Regions from separate parts of the Sus scrofa genome. Here region 1 is linked to region 2. The links are chromatin contacts, called in public Hi-C maps. All regions are on one chromosome and are shown on one strand. Each heading gives the region's core, a stretch centred on a gene start, on an enhancer-like site or on the middle of the called end of the contact. The rest is flanking DNA. Distances are from core to core; before and after follow the strand shown. Region 1 holds the start of PDE3A (phosphodiesterase 3A). Region 2 overlaps PDE3A (phosphodiesterase 3A).

What was found. A called contact is a pair of places that touch in the nucleus more often than the background predicts.
Region 1: a contact with region 2 is called in a Hi-C map of fetal heart ventricle, with 2.5 times the contacts expected there. The contact joins the promoter of PDE3A here to the enhancer-like site in region 2. A contact is called at or near these places in 3 of 47 Hi-C or Micro-C datasets (embryonic fibroblasts, fetal heart ventricle and heart right ventricle) and 1 of 2 datasets of contacts at active chromatin or transcription factors (skeletal muscle).

What each region holds. Positions count from the first base shown.
Region 1 is chr5:52,734,485-52,739,135 of Sscrofa11.1, forward strand. PDE3A (phosphodiesterase 3A) reads right to left here and starts at 3,287. Exons shown (of 17, transcript NM_213736.1): 1 at 3,156-3,287; 2 at 2,761-3,125. The coding sequence starts at 3,285.
Region 2 is chr5:52,653,458-52,658,565 of Sscrofa11.1, forward strand. All of the region lies in intron 2 of PDE3A (phosphodiesterase 3A), which reads right to left. Among named protein-coding and RNA genes, the nearest start is that of PDE3A, 82 kb to the right of the region's middle. Within about 2 kb of position 3,689, at least 8 of the 83 cell types and tissues checked have an H3K27ac peak or open chromatin away from gene starts, as enhancers often do.

The DNA of each region.
Region 1 (4,651 bases), core at 2,037-4,536, 81 kb after region 2:
TTCGGGAAGGGAAGCAGGGAGGGAGGGAAATACATCTGTCATTTGGTTTGCCTTATGGGAATTTTTATCATCTATTCTCCTTGACCTTTTAGAATTGAGTCATTGAAAAGAGAGACAGGTCCTAAACAAGTGGCTGCTATCATTCACATGGAGAAGAAAAGGCTGAAATTTTCTCACCTTTAAACCCCACAATGAGCAAGGTCCAAAGAAATTCTCTGCCAGCCTCTGTGTTTTATGTCCTTCCACCTCTATTTAAAATTCACTTGTTGCCTGAGGATTATCTCAAATTGAGAGGAGACAGTCTTTCAGAAAAGATCTCCTAATCAGGTAGCATTCAGGGCAGTGTTAACATATGTGTTTTATAATTATTTTGCTTCTTGACTTCATAAAGCATGCAAATGACACGGGTACACTTTGCACCCTTAATCAGAAGTGTGTTTCCTTGTGATAAACAGATAAGCCATTCACTATATAGCTCCTGAACTTTTCACACAGTTTGGCTAACGTATGAGATATTGCCCTGTCTTATAAGATCCTATTGCACGCTAGTTCCCACCCACTCCCCACAATTATGCTCAGCAACAACTTTCATGGCTCATATATAAAAACTAGTCTTAAGTAACACGCACACACTCACCCATGCCCTCATTAAAATTTCAAGTAAATAAATTTCTACTAAATGTAACCTTGTTTTTTCATCCGCCAAGAGATAATCTCTCACTTTAGAATAGTCTTCATAAACACGGCCTTTAAAAAAAAAAAAATGGTGACCAAAGAAACTGACCAAAATAGATAATTTTCAACAGCATTCATCAGCAAAAACATTTAAAAGTGCAATGCTGTTATTTTCTTATAATTTGCAGATAATTCAAACCCCCCATTTATCAATTCAAACCAGAGAAAACCAATAAAAACCCACAGCTTAATTAACACCACTGGTTAATTCACCTAAACATCTTCTTATGTTAAATCCACCCTTAACTCCTTAACTTCTAAATGTTAATGTGGAATTTCAGAAAGTAAATTTCGAGGATTAATTTAAAGTCAAGTTATTTATGATTATATCACAGATTTGCCTTAGAAATTCAGGTTCAATTTTGCAATGATTAAATCACATTTCCCCATAAATTAAGTGTGTTTGAAACGTATTTAAACTAATAGTGCTTTTATTTAAAAGACATTCCCTCCGGTAACTTTGAAAAGAAATTAGAATGTGTTTTTCCCCTAATTGGTTTACCCTTAAATAGATAGGTTACTTTATTCTGCTGATTTCCAAATTTCTAGCAAAACTAAGTATCAGTCAGTGGCCTGTTTTTAACTTCATTCTCAGAGTAAGCTAAACCGAAGAAATATTTGCTTTATCTAAACAAAAAGCTAAATAAGTACATTTGTTTTAAAGCAAACATAGAGACTATGATGCTGTCATCCATTCTGCTAAATAATGTCAAACAACCACATTCTGTGTAATCAACTCCATTTCAGAAACAAACTGGCCACTACACCATATGGTGACTGCTATTTCTTAGAAATACCCAAATGATTATCCACAGAATAACCTAAAAAGAAAAAGCTCACTATGTCTTAGAGTAGTCTCTCACTCCCTAAAGTTGTTCTAATAGCACCACAGGTACACAAGCATAAATTTAAATGGGAAAGTGTAAATTTCCATTTGCTGTACATAACCAGCTCTCTGCCACCCCCACCCAAGTGTCAAATCTGCTTGGAGTAGAGAGGTGAACACTAAGTATTCCTTTTCAGATACAATCTGCATTTAAAATTAGGATTTGTTCCTTTAATGCCCCTTATAGCAGCTATAAGGGTCTCAAAACACTTAATGATAATAAGGCTACTGGTCCCCAAAATTCACTGAACTTTTATCCGGAATAACTTCACTCATAATACTAGATTCCTCCTCCTCCCTGAAATACTTATATCACCAGATTTAAAAATACTCTCCTGAATTAATATTTCCTGCATAAATCCATTTGAATTTCTAAATATTCACTTAAGTATGTAGATACATAAGAGAAATGTCTCTTTTTAGTTTACATTAAAGCACAGTCCACAATTTTGACAAATTCTGATGCGCAAGAAAAACTATTCCCCAAATTGAAGTTTATAAACAAAACAGATTAGCATGTGATAATGTATGTCCCCAAATTACATTTAAAAACAAACTGGGCACCACCAAACACAATCTCCTCAATTAAGACACTGCAAAACCAGAAAATAATCAGTACCTCACTTCAAGTATTCTTTGTTTGTACTCTAGAATATTTTTACTGACTTCCATAAACGTTTACCTGTCCCTTTAGAGGAAAGAAATTTTATAAAAAGAAATAGAAACCTAGTAAAAATCCAAGTCTTAAAAATCACCCACTGCTTAAAAAAAAAATTAAAATAAATAAATAAACTTAATTCGAACATTTCTGCTAAAGGAGGAAAGTATGTGGGCACTTAAAAGTGCAAAGGCGCCATACGCCAGGTGTAGCAAATCTAAAAAGTTGGCCCAGCTGTGGAAGACCCTGCAAATGCCATCTAGTTTTATTACTTATTCGTGTTCCTGTTGTTCAAGGTTATAAAATATTGCGTGAGAGGAGGGGGGAAATTCGCTAGTTTCCAACTAAGGCTGAAGTTAGAGCGCTTTTCTAAGCTATCTTTCCTTCTGTTCCCAGCGATCGAATCCCCTCCACTTTGTGATGGATCTCAAGGGTTTCAAGTTTTCCCCATAGGCGCGAGAGAGGGGCTGCCGGCGCTTACCTGTTCTCTCGGTATGCAGGGCAGAGAGGTCCTCCGATGGGACTTGCTGCTACAGCCGGACATCTCGGCGGACACCACGGAGCTGGACCGCCTCCTCCTCTTAAATACCGGGATATCTTCCTTGGTCCCAGCAAGCAGCTGGGACCCAAAATGCTCCCTCGGAGCCGCCCCCGCTGACTGCGGCAAGATTTGCTCCACGTACCTGGCCAGGAGGATCCCCAGCACGCCGGCCAAGTACGCCAGGTAAGGTCTCCAGGCGACCTTGAATCTCTCTAAGGAAATGAGGGACACCGTCCTGACAGCGCTAGTCAAGGCGATCATGAGGACGCCCAGCCTCAGCCTCAGCACCAGCCATGTCGCGGCGGCCAAGCAGCTGAGCACCACCCCCGCGGCGGGGAGCGAGAGTAAGTGATCCTCCCCGACGCCCAGCCCAATCTGGACGAGCGCTTCCCCCCCGCAGCAGGCGGCCAGCAGCGCGACGGCCAGAGGCAGGCGCACCCCGGCGCGCAGGAGGTACAAGCCCATCCAGAAGAAGGCACAGAGGAGACTGAAGAGCAGCGCCGAGGGCTGCAGCCAGGGGCCGAGCGGCGCGCCGCCCCCGGGAGCACCACCCCGCGGCCCCGGGAAGACGCCCCCTTCTGCGCCCGGGGCCGCTTCCTCCTCCTCCGCCGCCGCCGCCGCCTCCTTACTCCGCTCCAGGTCACAGCCGATCTCCCCGCGGACTAGCCTCACCAACAGCGCCAGCAGAAAGGACAGGGAGCCCGCGTACAACGCGGAGGAAAGTTTCCGGCAGCGCCGGAGCGGCCGCAGCACCAGGTCTCCCCAGCAGCCGCGGCAACCCGAGTCCCGCGGCGGTGCGGTGGCGACGCGAGGGTGCTTGTCCCGGCCATCTGCGGGGGCCGGCCTCGCCTCCCCGTGGCCGGGCTTAGCCCCGACGCGCGCGGCCTTGCCCGGCGCTGCCATGGTGCGCCCTCTTCGCGGAGTCCCCGAGGTCCCCCAGGCACTCCCACCCCGCCACACACACACACACACAGACACGCACACACGCCCGCTCGCCCTCCTCCCAATCCCACCCTCGGAATCCCTCCTTCTCCTCCCAGCCTGGGAGCGTCGAAAGTTTCAGCTTTCGGCAACTCCTGGAGAATACTAGATGCTCCAAAGAGACGCCTTCAAGTTAAAAGCTTAGCACAGGCAGAAAGAATCAGACTTCCTCTTTTTCTCTCTTGGAAAAGCTCTGCAAAATTCTCCGCTCCACCCCCACCCCCGACTTCAGTCCTCCAGGGTCTCTCCCTACTTTGGGATTTTTAAAGATTGCCCAAGGTGTCCAGCGCTCGGGGACCGCAGCCACTGGAGGCGCGGAAGGCGCGGGGAGAGCTCGGGACCATCCCGGGCGCTACTGCGCGCGGGGCCCGCGGCAGACGGAGGTCCCCCTTCTCTTCCTTTCAGCAGCTCTTTATCACTCTTTCTTTCTTCTCTGCCGATCCTCCCCGGCACGGCCCCGGGAAGCGAATCGCCATTCCCTGGGGCAGAAAGCACAGCCTCCCCTGCGTCTGTCGGTCCAGTTCATGGCAAAGGGTGGAAAAAATGGAAAACGGGCTGAGAAATAAGCAAGAAGTTGCTAAGTCCGGTTGGAGAGAGACACAGTCCGAGAGACAAGCGGCTGCGGCAGAAGGAAGGGAGGAAGAGAGAGCTGGAAAGGAAGGGAAAGTGAGAAGGGAGAAGGAGATTTGCTCTCCCCCCTCCCACCCACCCCCGCCCCCTTCTTTTTGGTGCGAGGTTGGTAGTGATTTGCAATTTTGCAGAAGGTAAGGGAGTGAAGACGCTGCTTAAAACTGTATTTAAAAAGCAGGCAGCTGGAGCTATCTGCAATCCCGCTTGCTTTCTTTAAGGC
Region 2 (5,108 bases), core at 2,439-4,938:
AGTCTCTGCCAGTATTTCCCCAGGTAAGTTCTGCTGATGATTAACCCCTTCAGATGTGCTGAGTCTAAAGACAAATCTCTAATCAAATATATGTAGGAAATAATCTATCCCATATTCCTCTTGTAGAATTTTACAAAGCTCCTTCATGCAAGATTTCATCCAGTCTCAAGGTAATCAAACCATTAACTGCTTCACCAGCATTTGCCAAACTTATTTTACCCTCAGGTAAAGAAAACAAGGACCTTAATTAGGACCATAAGAAGAGGATGACCATTTAGAGACACACTGCACAGGAAAACTGTTGAAATTTGGCGTGATTTAATGAATGGGTGACAGAGGAGCACATATCAAAGTTGACTCCAATTCTATTATCATCAAATTGATGACCAGCAAAGGGGAAGGGAACTTATACATTAAAACAATTGACTTCAAAATTAAAAAATAGATTCAATTTTATGCAAGGCATTTATGGATAAGCATGTTCCATACACTAAACCAGGCACCAAGAACAAGAATAATGAATAAGATAGAGACCATTCTTGTCTTTGTACATCTTAGTCCATGTGAGCCATTAGAGCTCTGGATAACCACAGAGAATACCCATGATCCAAGAGCTTAACACTCAGCTTGAGTTTGGGAAGTTGGAAGTATTCCAAAGGGAAGTAATATCTCAGCTGAGGCTGGAGGGAACATTGCATGTTAACAGGTGATAAGAGAGAGAGAAGATTGTTCATACACAGGGAGGGACAAGGCAGACTCAGCAGGTGAAGGGCCCACAGAGTCAGACCAGAACAAAGTAACAACAAGAAATCTGGCGTGCATGAGGGTAGCACACAAAAGGAAGCATGAAACACAGAGTTAACTAGTTAACTAGTCTCTGTGTTAGGGTCAACTGCTAGTGGAGTAGAGGCACAAATATTCCTAAATAAATACAAAATTTGATATTTCCAAAAGAAGACCAACACTCTAGTTTTGTATTTTTTTTATTTTTTGAAATTTTATTGGCGTATACTTGACTTATAATGTGTTCATTTCTACTGAACAGCAGGGATTCAGTTATGCATACATATATGCTCTTTTTCACAGTACTTCCCATATGGTTTGTCCCAAGATATTGAATAGCATGCTCTATGGTAGGACCTCATTTATCCATCCTATCTAAACTACTTTGCCTCTGCTAATCTAGTTTTGTATGTGAGGAAAAACACCAGAAGGCCATGTAATGTGGGGGAAATTAAAGAGAGAGAAATTAATCCTCTTTTGCCTCAGGATCTACTGACATTCAGAAAGGCCACTGGTCCTTTCTACTAGGAAAAAAAAAAAGAAAGAAAGAAAGAGAGAGAGAGAGAGAAAGAAAGGAAGGAAGGAAGGAAGGAAGGAAGGAAGGAAGAAAAGAAAAGAAAAAAAAGAAAAGAAAAGAAAAGAAAAGAAAAGAAAAGAAAAGCCACAGGTGAATTAGAGACTACTGTTGAGTGTTTAAGAAAGCTGTGAATACCCTGGGGCCTGAAAGCTTCCTGGACTGGAAGTTTGAACCATATCCTTTTTTTTTTTTTTTTTTCTGTCTTTTGAGGGTCACCCTGGCAGCATATGGAGGATCCCAGGCTAAGAGTCGAATCGGAGCTATAGCTGCTGGCCTACACCACAACCACAGCAACACGGTATTTAGGCTGAGTCTGCAACATAAACCACTGCTCACAGGAACACTGGATCCTTAACCGACTGAGCAAGGCCAGGGATTGAACCTGCATCCTCATGGATACTGGTCGAGTTTGTTAACCACTGAGCCATGATAGGAAATCCCATAGAACCACATTCATAAATATCTGATATTTTACAATCACTTGTGCCCTCTACAGCCTTTTTCAAGTGACCAAGTCATATTTACAGATACTATAATTTTTGCTGACATATTTGAAGGGATAAAAAGGTTTGATTTATATTTCAGATTTAAACAGCGAGCTTTGTAAAAATGACCCATGTCTCTGCAGGTAACTGGGCTCTTCATCTTCATCCTCTGACTCAGCCTGAATTGAAAACTGGAGACTGCCTTGGACCCAAGTAAACACTCAATCTTTCTTCGGTACCAGCCTGCTGTTATGCTACATTTCCTACCCTCTTGCAAGATCTGACTGGCTCAAAATGTTGACATATATCTCCTTTTGAAATAGACATACATTTGATGTCCTCATCAAACTACAAGGACACTCTTACCCTTGTCCACCTATGGCCAATGTGTCATGTTAGTCTTCTGAAGAGTAAGTCAGAACATGCCTTCCCTCTGAGATGTCATATCTGGGCCAGAAAGAAATCCAAAGGCCTCAACATGGCCTACAAGGGCCTCCATGGATGGCCTACTGCTTCCTCTACAACCTCTCATCACACCACTGGTGCCCTTGTTCCTAGGCTGTACCCTCACCTGTGAGATTTACACTTGCGTTTTTCTCTGCCTGGAATGCATTTCCCCCAGATGTGCACCTGCATGCTCCCCTTATCATTCAATCTTTCCTTGAACAACTTAACATAAAATATTACATAAACTCTCAGCCTGCTATATTTTTCCTCCTGGCACTCATTCCACCTGCAACATGAGTTACTAGAACAAAATTCAAAGTGGGAACAGAAGCTTTACCTCCTTGTTAAGTGGTATTCTAAATGCTTAGGCTAGCCTGACACAGAGTAAGCACTCAATAAATATGTACTCTAGAGTTCCCATTGTGGCTCCGTGGGTTAAGAGCCTGACATAGTGTCCAAGAGGATGTGGGTTTGATCTCTAGCCTCGCTCAGTTAGTTACGGATCCAGTGGTGCCACAAGCTGCAGCATGGGTTGCAGATGCAGCTGGGATCTGGAGTTGCCTTGGCTGCGGCATAGGCTGCAGCTGCAGCTCCAATTTGACCCTGAGCCTGCAAACTTCCACATGCTGTAGGTGCGGTCCTAAAAAGATAGATAGATAGACAGACATACAGACGGATGGATATTTACTCAAAGAGTGTATGAATGGTCACTAAAGAGTTCTGACAGGGTCAGACCAAGAAGCAAGTGATGAGTAAGTAGGGGTCCAGGACATACATTCATGGACCAGAGGGGCATGGCCTCCACTACTCAGCCACCTTGTCCCCAGTCTTATGCAAACAGAAAATGATCTCTTGGAATTAACCCTCCTAGGAAGGGTTGATAAGCCAAGCAAAGACGCTTTAGGAGAACACAAAATAATGTCCTTCCCACGCCCCATCTCAAAACACTCAATATACTGCTCACCACTCAAGAGGCACTCGATAATAAATGACTGTCTAGAAGCAGGACTGTTTTCCTGTGACTGGAAAAAGGAATAAGGAAGATGACATTTTCCCATGATGTGAGCTTATATGACTGGGCAAAGCCGATATGTATGGGGGGAGGGGCAGTGCTTTAAATTCTCATAAAGTACAAATCCTTTGTTATGCTTTGGATGGGAAGGGCTTTGTCTCAGGCATGTGGGGGAGAAGAAGTGGAGGGGAAAATGCTATTTTTAAGCCCTTTGTTAAGAATGGCTGTTTTTTCCCTCTGATATTCCTAAGCCACCCCAAATGTCATGTTTCCACACAACAGCTGTCTGGATGCTATCAAAGGCACGGCTTGGAGGTGAGAGGAAGGGGTCATATGCTCATCCTCTCACATGCTGCTACTGCTGCTGATTTTTTTAAAAGCTTCGTGACCTAGAAAGGAGGCGGAGGGTATGAATGATGCAGGGACTGCAGAGAGCATTGGGCATCATCAGTCTATTTATATCACCAGGAAGGAAAAAATGAGTCCAGGCCAATGACTCTATACTCCACAGACTGAGTACGCAAAGATTATCTGGAAGAAACAATAAACAACACAGTAAGGCAAGCATTTATGCCGTCAGTGAGAGATGAAAGGGGAGGCTATCTTCTTTGGCTTGATCTTTTCCCCAATTCTTTTTGCTTCTCAAGAATTTCAAGTTGATCCCTGATGGTTCCTACTACCGCGCGAAGCATCCTGAGTCTTAAAGACACGGCCACCCACACTTTAAAAACTGGCTTCACTCCATATGTGCAGACATGCTCACTTTGGCTATGATCAGCAGTCATTTGGACAAGCTTTAAGTTTGGGGAAAATGTTTTTCAGGCTTAACAAAGTATTTGGAAAAGCCTTACAGATACCTGTGTGACTTAATTCTGAAAAGAGGAGGAAAATGAGAAGATTTACGTGGATTTGCACAATAGAGAAAAATTTTTCCCCAAGGTATGTAATCAGTTCCTCTTAAATGGTGAAATATTTCCAGGACAAAGCCGGGGAGAAAGCACCAAGGCACAGCTGTTAACACTTATTCCTGCATCACTGGAGAATTTAATGCCAGGCTTTACCTCTAGACTTCTACTTATTTCTAAAGGAAGCAGGATAGTGTGGGGCCTAATGGAAACGAGGTTGTAAAACTTACCCATTTTTGCTCTTTTGTCACCCATTTATTCGTGCAAATTCTGCCAGCTGGATTTGCTTTTGGAGTTATTTTACTAGCTGTGGTCATGGGTTTGCTGACAACTGGTGAGGGTATGAGATGTTTTCTAAGGTATGAGATTAGGTATGCTTGGTGTGACATTTATTGATCCACATGGCTCAGACCTAGACCCTGGATTTCTTCACAGAACACAAACTGATTCCTTTGTACACACCCATGGTTCATAAGAACAGACTTCCTGTGTCTATCGCTATTCAAGTCTTCTCACCATCTCTGAGGCAGGCAGTTGAATGCAGGCTTCCCCCTTTCCCTTCATCTGCTGAAATCATGTTTGGTTTTAACTCATCGGGCACACACTGTCATCTCATCACACTCACTTCTTCCCAGCCTCATCTATAAAGGGAGTGAGGCTGGAATCTTGAATTGCTCAGGTCAAAGAGAATTAATGCTTTACTTCTTTAATTTCAAATACCCACAAGGGGCAACTTTTTAGCTCATAAATGTTAATCATTTGTTAAGTTAATGATCTCTTTACACCTGCTGCTGCATATGGGAAACATAGTGACCGATGGATCAAGTCAATGAATTCAGAAAGAATAACAAACTACTCTGATTCCTCAGAATGTAAATGGGCTGATAAGATACAATATA